Regions from separate parts of the Lathyrus oleraceus genome. Here region 1 is linked to region 2. A link is a contact called in public Hi-C data. All regions are on one chromosome and are shown on one strand. The core of a region is the stretch at or near the end of the contact, and the rest is flanking DNA. Distances in the headings are between cores, read along the strand shown.

Region 1 (5,915 bases), core at 1,592-4,091, 370 kb before region 2:
CAAAAGATATTCTGTCTGAGGATTCCGGGGATTGACTGCAAAAGATAAAATATCTTAAAATTGCAACTTCTATACTTGCATTTTAAGTAATATAAACATGGCAGTACGGCATAATAAAAATATGGAAAATATCGTTATAAGATAACTCAGTCTTCTTTTCTTTCTACATTCTAAAACTATACTATAGAAAAAGGTTAGAAAAATCAATTAGAAAAAGGTTAGAAAAATCAATTAGAAAAAGGTACGGGTGGAGAAGACACAATAGTATTTACTGTATTTAAAAAATACAAAGATCACATACACTTTCACGGACCATTTTTGACAAAATTTTTTTAATAGAAAAACCAATTTAAGGCCTTCTCTTTTGTCTGTTGTAATTTTAAAAAAACATAGAAATCAAATAAGCTGTTTTGAGTAGCTTTTCTTGAAAATCATTTTTTATGCATGATTTTTTTAAAAATAATTTTCATCATTGTTAAGAAACAGAGAATAGTTTTTTTCTTAAAAATCTCTAAACAATAATCTATAAATTATTGAATACTAAAATCCCTTTTCTTTATAATCAGTTACAAATGAGCCCTCAATCAAACATATATACAACATAAAGATGGAAAGAAGCAGTAGTCAACACTTCCTAATCATAGCAAACATCTACAACATACATGCATGGAAACAACACATAAGATGAGTAAGGGTATGATTAGGTAGCTAGGACTTGAAATTAGCCCAAACACTTCATGAATATCCGAAATCAGAGAACAAGCTAAACAAATCTTAATTTCTGGCTTACAATGCAAACATTGTAATGGGAACAAAGACATACCTGCAGAAGCACCCTCAACACCGGCTTGAGAAGGATCATAACATGGAACTGTTCTAACAAACTCGGAAGGTTTACAATCCCTCTCTTGTAGCTTGCTTCTAACCCATTTGCGACAATCTTCCATCTCAAGATTTACACCTCTGTCATAAAGTGCATACAGCTTTATTTTTTTATAATTTTTTCTTGTTGGTGGAGGAAAGGAAAAAACAAGACAACAAATGAAATTTTTTTTAAGGCTTAAATCCAAAATGATATTTAATCACACACACCGAAAATCTGCACCTTTGCGCGTCAAAGGGAATGCATTGTTGAACATTCGTGTTATTGCTAACCATTCTTCATCATACTGAATCTCATAAGGTCCTGCCTCTGATTCAATTTCAACAACCTAAAGGCACATAACACACCACAATTATAGTGACCAACACAAATAATTAAAACAGAAGAATACCTTTGCTTTATGGCTGTACACTTATACCTGTAAGAAATCACGCCCAGGAAGACATTTATCAAGTGCTAGGAATTTTGTCACAGGACCTCCTTCCCCATGCTGAACAAGAGCAGCAAACTTGCAGTGTAAGTGCGCCGAAAACCAGAATTGCGGTTTCAATTTTTCTAGAAGTTGAGCAGCAGCTTTACTCCCAAGTCTTTTTCCCTCTATCTGGAAAAATTACCAACGTGACAAATAAAAAATTTGTCGTTATAGACAGACAATGTGCTATATGTTGTTCAAAGAATATGTATCTACATGACTGCTCCAAAACAATTAACGGCTTCCCATTTACCTTTTATACATTTATATTTCTTACAAAAAAGAAATCTGATACTAGTATACCTTTTCTTATCTTCTAAATGCTACCCAAAAGTACAAGAAAAATGAATAGCTTTAATGCCTAGAATAATAGTAATCATTACTAAAAGCTTAAATTTCATTTACAAATCAACATGAAAAAACTATTGTAATTCTTACCTCTTCCCTGAAGAAAGGCTTGTTTCGCACAAGCTCCTCCCAATCCCCATGATCAGTGATCCTCACCGGCCAATCATGTGAGAGAAAAATATCAATAGGTTCCTCAACTTGCATGAGTTTGCGAACATCATATTCTCGAACATGATAAGCAGACTTGATGGTATTGCGATCATAAGGAGGCCTTTCATAGTGTCCTGCTCCAATAAACAGCTAACATCATATTCTTTATTATATATTTTCAAATCAATACTCTATTTTCACTTACAACTGCAAGGGAGCAACATGAACAAAAAATTGCAATTAATAAACAAACCTGATTTATAATCAAAATGCTTATAAATTCCAGAGAGCCCGCCAATTCGTACATTCCCAAACTTAACCACACCAGCAGCTCCCAAAAAGTATATGTTAGGTGCAGCCCATCCTCCATAATACCTAAAATAGAACAATCACAAAAAATCAACACCTTAGGCTCTGTTTGGATAAACAAAAGCACTTGTGTATAAGCTACTTATATAACAAAACATAAAATTAAGGCCCTGTTTGGATAAACGAAAAAATTAAGTGCCTTTAGAATAAGAACTTAAAGCAAAAGCACTTATCATATAAGTATAAGGAGAAAAACTGAACTGACTCACAGTTCCCATAGATAATTGGAAGCTTCGTGGTTGCCACCAATGAAGATTGTGGGATAAGGAGCAACCTCCAAACCAGAATAGTATTTCCAGAAGGAATTCATGGCTCGGTAACGCTCTGGTACGGCTAGGCTTTTCAAATCATTCTGGTTTCGCACGGCCTGAAAATCGCCACAACAAAGGAGGAGATCGATTTTGGTGTTCTGGGATTTTTCGAGGTGTTGAAGGGTTTTGTAGACATTGTCTAGATCGCCATGCATGCATCCTTCTATGGCTATCTTCATCGTTTCACAGTTCGATCGGAAAAACTGAAGCTAGGGTTTGGGTTTTATCGGAACAATAGTCTCAACTCGACCATTTCTCTGGCTCTGACACCTTTTCTCGGTTATCATTTTGAACCCGCGGTAGATTATTGTTACTGAGCATGTAAAATAAGTTACTGAGCATGAAAAATAAGTTACTTTCATTTTCCTAAAGAACCTTTATTCTTTTTCTAAGAAAGTTTATAAATTTTAACCTGCATTTTTTATTTCTTAGGGTCTTCTTGAATAGTTTAAAACTTCATTATTCTTTCACTATTTAGAAATTGGATAGAGAAAAAAAACAATTATAATTTTTTATTCCATTTTTAGCGTTATAAACACTTAACAAAAGAAATTAATACATACAAAATAACATTTTTTTCTGGTTCAATTTGAGCAGTAGATATGAAAGTATCATTTAGAAAAGCACAAGCAGCATCATCAAATTCTTCCAAAATAACTTTGTTAGCTATGTGATCTATTTCTTTAATGATTGTGTCATAACTTTTTTTAATATTTGTAGTTTTTTTCTCTCATTTCAGCATTTATATCTCCATGTTGTTCTCCTTTTGCTCGATTTTTTTCTAGGCCAATTATCATAATATAATATTGACTTGTTTTTCCATTCGGTCGCTTAAGGTTTTGCCTACACCAAAATAAACAAAATAATGCATCACATAAAAAATTTAATGAGTGAATTCAAATTAAAATAATCCGATTAAATGTATAAAACAATTATAATAAATAATAGATCAATTAGTTTGCTTCAAACTTCATCTTCAACATTCCACATATTTGTCGTTGAATTCCATCCAAACTCACTCAAACCATTCTGAAAAAGGTCGTAACAAAAATTGACCTAAGGTTGATTTTTAGTCAACTATTAACTTTTTGATCAACCAGATGACCAAAGTCAACCACTATTTCTAATCCGTATCCATAATTTCTTAATTCATAAGCCACCTCATTTTGCTTCAAGGACTTCAAACATCTTCTTATTTAGGTGCCATACTTCCATGACATGCCCATTTTGTGTGCCATGCTTTGATGATGCATTTTGCAAGCCAAGGTCACCCTACCAAATTAGTTATGGCCCTGCGTCAAACAACCAACAATTCAATCACAATTTATCAGTGCGAGTTCATAAAGCTAGCATAACATTCAAGCATAGTTATCACATTCACATCAAACACCAAACTGAATGAAATCATAAGTCAAACATAAGACAATGCCAAGGGAGCCCACATTTTTTCTAAACTGGTTCATTACTTAACTAACAGTTAATTAACACAAGTTAACCAATTAACCTTAACACAATTCTAACAATCCTAAACTATCAGCTCCACTACATAGCTAGTCATAACAACCATTAATCCTTAACATTAATTTAAAAAATATATAAACAATTAAGACAAACATAACAACTTGTTCACATAACCTAGTTTCATCCAGTATCCAAACAATGTGGCTAACATTTAGTGTTCAATAGCCGTAACTAGTTAACCTCAAGTTCAAACACTTAGCTAACTAATATCAAAATCAACTAATGCTTCTATTAACTACCATTTTAACTCCTAACATTTCCACTCTTTAGCACATTATAATTAACCATATTCTAACTATCAACTCTAACACTTCTCTTTCAAAACTCTATATTCCACTAACTTATTAACAAAATAACAATTAACCAATTATAAAATTTCGCAACATATTCGACAAGCACCGACACCAATACATGCTAACAAACATTTGAACCAAACTCAAAACCAAATAAATCTAACAAGTCAACTAACTCATTAATTTCATGATTAATTCAACACATTTCAAAGTTCTCATAAACAATCCACACATACCAGTAATGATACAACAAATATGCTAACAGTCCATATTTCACACAATACATAACTTGTTTTCAAATAAACGAACAAATAATCCTTCATATTTTGACATTCATTACCTTCCTATCTGATTACAACTGAGTTTAGTTTCTTCAAGTATTAATGTAGCAGTAACATGACAACTAATTCAAACTAACTTCATGTAAAATTCAAGCTAACTTCATGTAAACTTCAAACTAACTCATCTTACTTTCACTAACTTCAACTAACTAACTTTCCATTAAACTTAACCTGCATAATTCTAAAAGTAACTAACAAGGAACATTTTAACTTCAACTAACTAACATTTTTCATTAAATTAACTCAAGCCAAAATCCGTTCACACATCACCCAACTTAATTTCATTAATATTATACTAACATTCTAACTTAACTACAATGCAATTAACAGACAAAACTGAATCCAAATTCACAATTATAACTGCACAAACATAACATATTAACTAACTATTCAAACTAATTCACTCTAACCGTCACACTTGAAATGAACTCAACAAACTCATTAACTGAATTAGTCTTCACCAATTAACTCAACTTAACAAAATATTAACAGAGTTAACCATCTCTAACTAACTTCTTCTCAATTACACTCGCAATTAACCTCTGCCCAAACTTGATTAACAGAATTGATTGACTGCCCTAATCAGTTACATCACTCTCCTTTATATAACAATCATCATAGGCGAGACTTTTTCCGCTGCCATAATCAGTTACATCACTCTCCTAATCAGTTACATCACTCTCCTTTATATAATAATCACCATAAAAAACGATTGGAATGAAGTATGCTTGATAGTGATTGAACCTTTGCCGCTGCCATACGCGATTTCTGGCGCGGCGGGGAGAGCATCTCAGGCGAGACTTTGAATATGACGTGTTTATGGTGAATGATCTGAAGTGAACTTTGCTTAAATCTTTTCCATCTCACTAGGTTGTGCATCCTGGGCATGAGGCCTTTAAGCCAATTGGGTTACTCACTGCACCCTACCAGTAACACTTGTACCCCCTCCTGGACAATGTGCACAGTGTGTGGGCCTTCTGATTTCAGGCCCAAATAATCCCCCACCATCATCTTTGTGTTACAATATACACCCATACGCCTCTTTTTTATATATTATTTGTTTCTTAATAGTTTTTCTTATTCTTTTATTCCATTTTTATTTATTTTTACATAAAAAATACTTTGAAACAATAATATACTTAGATCTTAGGTTTTAATTGTTTTCCATACTTTGAAATTGACAAAAAATAATAATACACCATTAGTTAGAAATAATCCTTAGTTTGT
Region 2 (6,632 bases), core at 826-3,325:
AGTGGTCTTATTTTCTTGTTTGGATTTTTTCTCCAAAATCAATTCTACTCTCCTAGAAGCAATTCCAATAGAAGCTACAATTCCTAGCTTTTGAGGTTAGCAAGAATCAATTCTGCATTTATGATATTTTGGTTCTTACAATTTTCCTTCATTGCCCTCTTTAATTTCTTTTCAACTGTTTCTTCTATTTTCAAGCTAAAAACTTAATATTGTTAAAAATTAGTACTATATTTCAATTTAAATTAGTATTGTAATAATATTTTAGTGCTATGTTGCATTTCAAATTTTATTATATATTTGTAATTTTTATTATGTTTAAATATTATTAATTTTGTCTTTTTTATTTATGTGTTTAACCATGTCCATTTTGGTAATTATACATTCAAAATCAATTTTGATAAAAATCATCCAAACAACATTAATTGATAACAATCACTTTTACATAAATGTATCCAAACATAAATCAATTCTGTTAAAATCAATTCTAACAAACTCAATTCTATCAAAATCAATTTTGTTCACCGCCAATCCAAATACACACTAAGCTTTTTTACCTCTTCTTTGTGACTATTTCCTCTCTCTCCCTTCTCCTTCTTTCACATTATATTTCTTTTTATAAATATTGATTTGATCTCATATCTTTATTTTCAAAATATTAAGACATTAATATATGAGTTGTTTGGTTATATGTTGCTAAATATGTTTTTGTTAATTTAATGTAAAATTTCAAATTTACACTAGAATTTTTTTTATTCAATTGAATTTATCTATTTATCTGAATAATATTTTCCTACAAATAAAAGTTATTTTACCACATAACTTGAAATATAGTTGTTGCTTTATCAAATAGATATGTCAGTTTGTTCATCATTGTTAAGAGAACTTTTGACATAAGAGTCTGATACCATACAAGTTATTTTGAAGGCGAATAAAACTGACTATCCCAAAAAACTATATGATAATTAAATATTTGTTAGATAAAATCTCATAAATGTTTATAGCATATAAATTTGGTTAAATATGTCATACATTTATTTTGTTATACCTAAACCCTGATCAATCTAACATATAGTCTACAAAAATTAGAAAAAGTTTTGAATATCATAAAGGAGTTTAAAAACAAGATCATCATCCTATTTTTGAGAAAAAAAATAATCATAGAAAATAACATGTCTTTATCTAAAAACTTTAAGAAATACTAACATGTCTTTATCTAAAACTTTAAGAAATTTAGCGTATGAATAATAATAACATTTATATAATGCTCAACATCTATTTTTTTTATATTTAAAACCTAAAACTTTTAATTGACAATGAACACCTACTTTCTTTCTACTAATGGTAAATCTCTATCATTAATATCCCACCGCTACTATGCCCTGTCCATTGTCACCAAATCTTATTATGAAGTCTCCTCCATGTTCTTCATATTGATTCGATGATGAGTAACAATAATAAACAATCTTTATTTCTGTAAAAAAAACATAATCTTTATAAATTATCAGGATTTTTTAAAATAAAATGGAAAAAAAATATTAAATTGATCATCAAATATATGAGGCTTGAGCTCATTTTACAATAGATTCTGATTATTATATATAAAAAGTTGTAAATACTCCCTCCGTTCCTTTTTAAGTGTCACATTTTGACTTTTTACACATACCAAGAAAGTTAATTATTATTGTTACTTTTTAAACAATAATTCTCATTTTACCTATAATACCCTTAATTATATTCTACATTCATTTTACTTTTTTTTCTCTCTATAATAATTACATAGGGGTAATTTTGACAAAAATGCATTTAATACTACCTTGAATTTTACAAGTGACAATTAAAAAGAAACACAAATTTATCAAGAAAGTGACACTTAAAAAGGAACGGAGGGAGTATTTATAAGAAATCCATACATAACTTTTGAATTTGACTCCATAAGAACGGTACATTCCGGGTAAATTTCCTTTTTTAGAGTAAAAATAGTTATGATCAGACACAAAGTGACATGACATGATATAACTGAATTAACTTTATCAACACACGTTACATAAATAAAATATAAAATCGTATCAAATCTAATCTAATCTAATCTCCTAGAGCTGTACGCACGATACGCTTCAAGATATCACCATCAAATTAATCATGATTAATAACCGAACGAGAATCAATAAATAGATAAGAACAACAGAATCAAAGAGAGAGAGAAAAAAAGAAAGAATTACTAGTACAATTTTGATTTTACAGTCTCTAAAAAGTCATCACATCACCATCTTCTTCTTCTTCAATTTCTCTCTGCTCAGGTACGCATGCTTATTTTGCTTCTTCAATTTCTGTTTTCAGAAACTAGTTGATTATTCTTTTTACCTTGTAGAAATGGGGGTATATCTCAGTACTCCCAAAACTGAGAAATTTTCTGAAGATGGAGAAAGTCACAATCTTAGATATGGTTTATCGTCCATGCAAGGCTGGCGTGCAACAATGGAAGATGCTGTTAGTTGCTAATTTTATCAATTCGTTTTCGTTTTCTTCTATTTCTTCACAAATCTTGAGAAATGTTAATCGTGAGGATTCTAGTGTATTTATTGATTTAGGGCACTGTCTAGTTATCTTTTGTTTCATTGTGATTTCAGGAATGAATGTCATGTTGTTGATTATGTTTTTTAAGTTTGTGTGTTGCAATTCATTCAGTTCATTTTGGCTTGTTTGTTAGTAATATGCTGATGTTTTTCACTCTGTTTTCTTTTGTTAGCATGCTGCATATACTGATCTGGATGGTTCTACTTCGTTTTTTGGTGTTTATGATGGTCATGGAGGTAAGATTTGAAAATATTTGGCTACTTCAATTATGATTCAATAGGTTCTTCTATTAAGTTTTAATTGGGGTTAAGTCATGATGAGAATCCGAACCTGAGAATGACTGTTATTAAATTTAAACCGTCGTGCATATTATTTTTTTATAAAATCATAGTTTGTTAAGGAGAAAATCCAAAAGAAATTGTCTTATTCGTAATCAAAGCTGTGTTATGTATGCTCACTTAATCCCGAAAATTTCAGGTAAGGTGGTTGCAAAGTTTTGTGCTAAGTTTCTTCATCAACAGATGCTCAAAAGTGAAGCATACTTAGTTGGAGATATTGGGACTTCTCTTCAAGAATCATTTTTAAGGTTAGATGAAAACAGGGTCCTATTTATGCTTAATGGAAGTTTCTCTGTATTCTATAACTGAGTGACAAATTGGGTTCGTGCTTGCCCGAGTTTGAGCTGTTATACTATTCAAGACCTTCCATTTGAATCATCAGCTAAAATCTTTGTTTGGTATTTCTTATTATACATCATTTTTTTCTTTAACATAGAGAGACACACTGTTGATAATGGTCTCAATTATATTTACATAGGTGTGTTTCATGCATGGACTAATTGAAGGAAGTATGAAGAAACAATGTATCTTTTTTCATTGACCAGTTGTAGCCCGCATGTTAGTTACTAATCATGGCATTGCATTGCATTGCATCGCATAGTCTTCAACTTATTCTGTTCCATAACTTACATTATAGAGTAGACATGATGTGCGACATTATATCTTACGTCTCTCCTGTTGTGATTTATATAGCAGAAAAAGTTCCACTGGTTCCTAGTGTGTAATTCTCTGTCTCCCCCCTCTAAACTAAAATATGAACTGGTATTTTCATGACTATGCAGAATGGATGAGATGATGCGTGGTCAAAGAGGATGGAGGGAGCTATCAATCTTGGGAGATAAGATAAACAAATTTAGTGGGATGATAGAAGGGTTGATTTGGTCTCCACGAAGCAGCAATGGTATTAGCAGAGCTGATGATTGGGCTTTTGAGGAGGTAGGTCTGACATTTGAGGATAGTTTAATACACATCAGCACAGATTAATTGGATATACTTGGTAGTTGCTGATTCGCCTATAGCTTTAACTTTGAGCAAGGAACTATCATGTTCTTGGATAATAGTATTATGTTTCTCTCGACATGCTTGTTTTATGTGAGCCTGTTATGTTATGTCACACATTCTATGGATCTCCCTGATTTAAATTTATTTATTGGAATCAGGGGCCTCATTCTGATTTTGCTGGACCAACTTCAGGAAGCACAGCGTGTGTTGCAGTTATCAGAAACAACCAGCTTCTTGTTGGAAATGCTGGTGATTCACGTTGTGTGATATCTCGAAAGGGACAGGTAACTCTAGAATGGAAGTTCTTTAATGTTTATTATGCTTACTGCTAACATTGATGTATACAGACAAGTAGTACACAAATGCATATACAGATAAATATAAAATGCTGTTTTCATATGCTTTGAGTCTGCACATTGGAAAAATTGTGTACCTCTCAATTTTATGAGTCAAATTGGTTTGGGGACTGTTTTCTAGCTATTGAAAACGGTTTGTCTCTCTGGCAGACTGCATTTCTCAGTTCTATCGAAGTTATAGATCTCGCGCATGATTACACACATTGTATAACTACTGATCTTTTCTACAGGCATACAATTTGTCCAGAGACCACAAACCTGATCTTGAGATTGAGAAGGAAAGAATTTCGAAAGCTGGTGGTTTTATTCATGCAGGAAGAGTCAATGGCAGTTTAAACCTTACAAGAGCTATTGGTAACTTACCTATGTGATTGTTGTTAACTTTTTTGAAGATTAGTTTAAGCTTCCTTTTTGTTCCCCCTCTTTTTCCAATTTTAACCCAAGTGAACAACCTGGGCCGGGCCTTTGTGTCTTTAGTTCAAGATAATCCATAACTTCTACGAATAGAATGAACAGCTCTGTACTCCTTTTTCTTTATATCTTGTATGCTATATTTTGGTTCTTCACAAGACATGAGGAGTGGTTTCAAAACACATTTGAATTTATGTAGCTGTCTGTTCTTAACAATGATTTTTTCATAAACATTTTTTATGGGATTTTGAGGGGTGAGATTGGGTTTAATCTTTCCATTCTTTAATAAATTTCAATTTACTGCAGGTGACATGGAATTTAAACAGAACAAATTTCTTCCTGCTGAAAAACAAGTTGTAACTGCCAATCCAGATATAAACACCGTAAGTTTGTCAATGTGATGCAATTCAACTAACAGCCTCAGTTATACACATACATGCCATATTTCCCATTTTCTCTATGGTATGTATAACCCATAATTAATTTCATATGTTATGACTTATGATTGATATATTATTTTTGCTTTGATATTATAGGTTGAGCTTTGTGATGAAGATGAATTTATGGTTCTAGCTTGTGATGGCATATGGTACTCTTCTTATGCTTTCATATGTCCATTTTATTCTGAACATTATGATCCATTTGAGAGAGATATCAATAATTTGCTCAATAAAATGTAAAAGTTGATGGTATTTTCAATTTTTAATCACAGATAGAATTTTCATTCTAGGCACACTTTTTAGGCATACAATGTTGTGTTTATACTTTATCATGGGAAAAGTGCATTGTTTCGTGCATGTATACTAGGAAATTACACTCATCTGTTTTAAAGTTTAAACACTGATGTAAACACTCTGGTTTTGGAAATCACTTAGAACTATCCCGTTCTCATATTTCAATAAACTAATACCTTATGTTTGATTTTAGCATATCCAGGTGTTATCTGCTAAAATATTGTGAACACTTGGTTTGATTTTGAAATAGTGTAGGTTGCACATGCCCCTACGTACATCCTATTTTAAAATAATCGTTGATTTCATCTGATTATTTCAGGGACTGCTTGTCAAGTCAACAATTGGTAGATTTTGTTCATGAACAATTGTGTTCGGTGAGATCTAAGTTTTAATTTATTTCCTATTGTTGATCATAGCTGTCATAATTATTCAAAGATTGGGTATACTGATAAATGATATTGAATGCAGTACCTGGTACTTTCATGGACCATCATTCTGCTATTTTTCCTAGCATTTAGTTTGAGAGAATAAATAAATCATTCTGCTAGTGCTCAGTAACATATCATGTTTCTTTGCCATGGACAGCTTACACTAATATTTAATGAACATTTTCTTTTACCGAACCTCAAGTATATCACTTAATGCATTAGAATTTATGGTAAAATCTGCATGGTCGGTAAAAGAGTATTTGAATGATCTAACTATAATTATCTTTCAGGAAACAAAACTTTCCACTGTGTGCGAAAGAGTATTTGACCGGTGTTTGGCTCCATCAACTGCTGGTGGCGAAGGATGTGATAACATGACCATGATCTTGGTTCAGTTCAAAAAACCTGCTCAGTCCAGTGCACCAGCAGAAGAGCAATCTTCATCAAACGAACTAGCTGATTCACAAGTTGAACTGAAGCTTGAAAGAAGTGATGTTTAGTACTGTATTCCATAGCAACTGTTCAAATATGCATTCTATATAATACCTAATAGACACAGTTCAAATTTGCATTCTACATATATAATAGGCACACACACTCACCCCCTATGTATAGTAGTAGTGTACACAAGTGCATATTTTGTTTTCTGAATGTCCATTCCCATTTCATCTGAAATTATATGCAGTAGTTATTTTGATCACTATAAATAATATCAGAGTTGTTCTAGTTTCACTCCATAAATCTGTTCTGCTTGATCTACCATGTGGCTTCAAATAAGAAGCTGATTGT

What was found. A called contact is a pair of places that touch in the nucleus more often than the background predicts.
Region 1: a Hi-C map of leaf shows a contact between it and region 2, with 5 times the contacts expected there. The contact joins the promoter of LOC127078917 here to the promoter of LOC127087793 in region 2. A contact is called at or near these places in 2 of 2 Hi-C or Micro-C datasets (both in leaf).

What each region holds. Positions count from the first base shown.
Region 1 is chr5:92,734,372-92,740,286 of CAAS_Psat_ZW6_1.0, reverse strand. LOC127078917 (lariat debranching enzyme) reads right to left here and starts at 2,841. Exons shown (of 14, transcript XM_051019331.1): 1 at 2,432-2,841; 2 at 2,107-2,228; 3 at 1,794-1,987; 4 at 1,302-1,484; 5 at 1,093-1,211; 6 at 824-963; 7 at 1-35. The coding sequence starts at 2,712. LOC127087801 (a long non-coding RNA gene) reads right to left here and starts at 5,576. Exons shown (of 2, transcript XR_007790041.1): 1 at 5,433-5,576; 2 at 3,491-3,825.
Region 2 is chr5:92,362,648-92,369,279 of CAAS_Psat_ZW6_1.0, reverse strand. LOC127087793 (probable protein phosphatase 2C 60) reads left to right here and starts at 2,075. Exons shown (of 11, transcript XM_051028722.1): 1 at 2,075-2,297; 2 at 2,369-2,487; 3 at 2,747-2,810; 4 at 3,052-3,160; 5 at 3,695-3,848; 6 at 4,073-4,198; 7 at 4,501-4,624; 8 at 4,988-5,064; 9 at 5,218-5,270; 10 at 5,735-5,789; 11 at 6,134-6,575. The coding sequence starts at 2,371. The coding sequence ends at 6,343.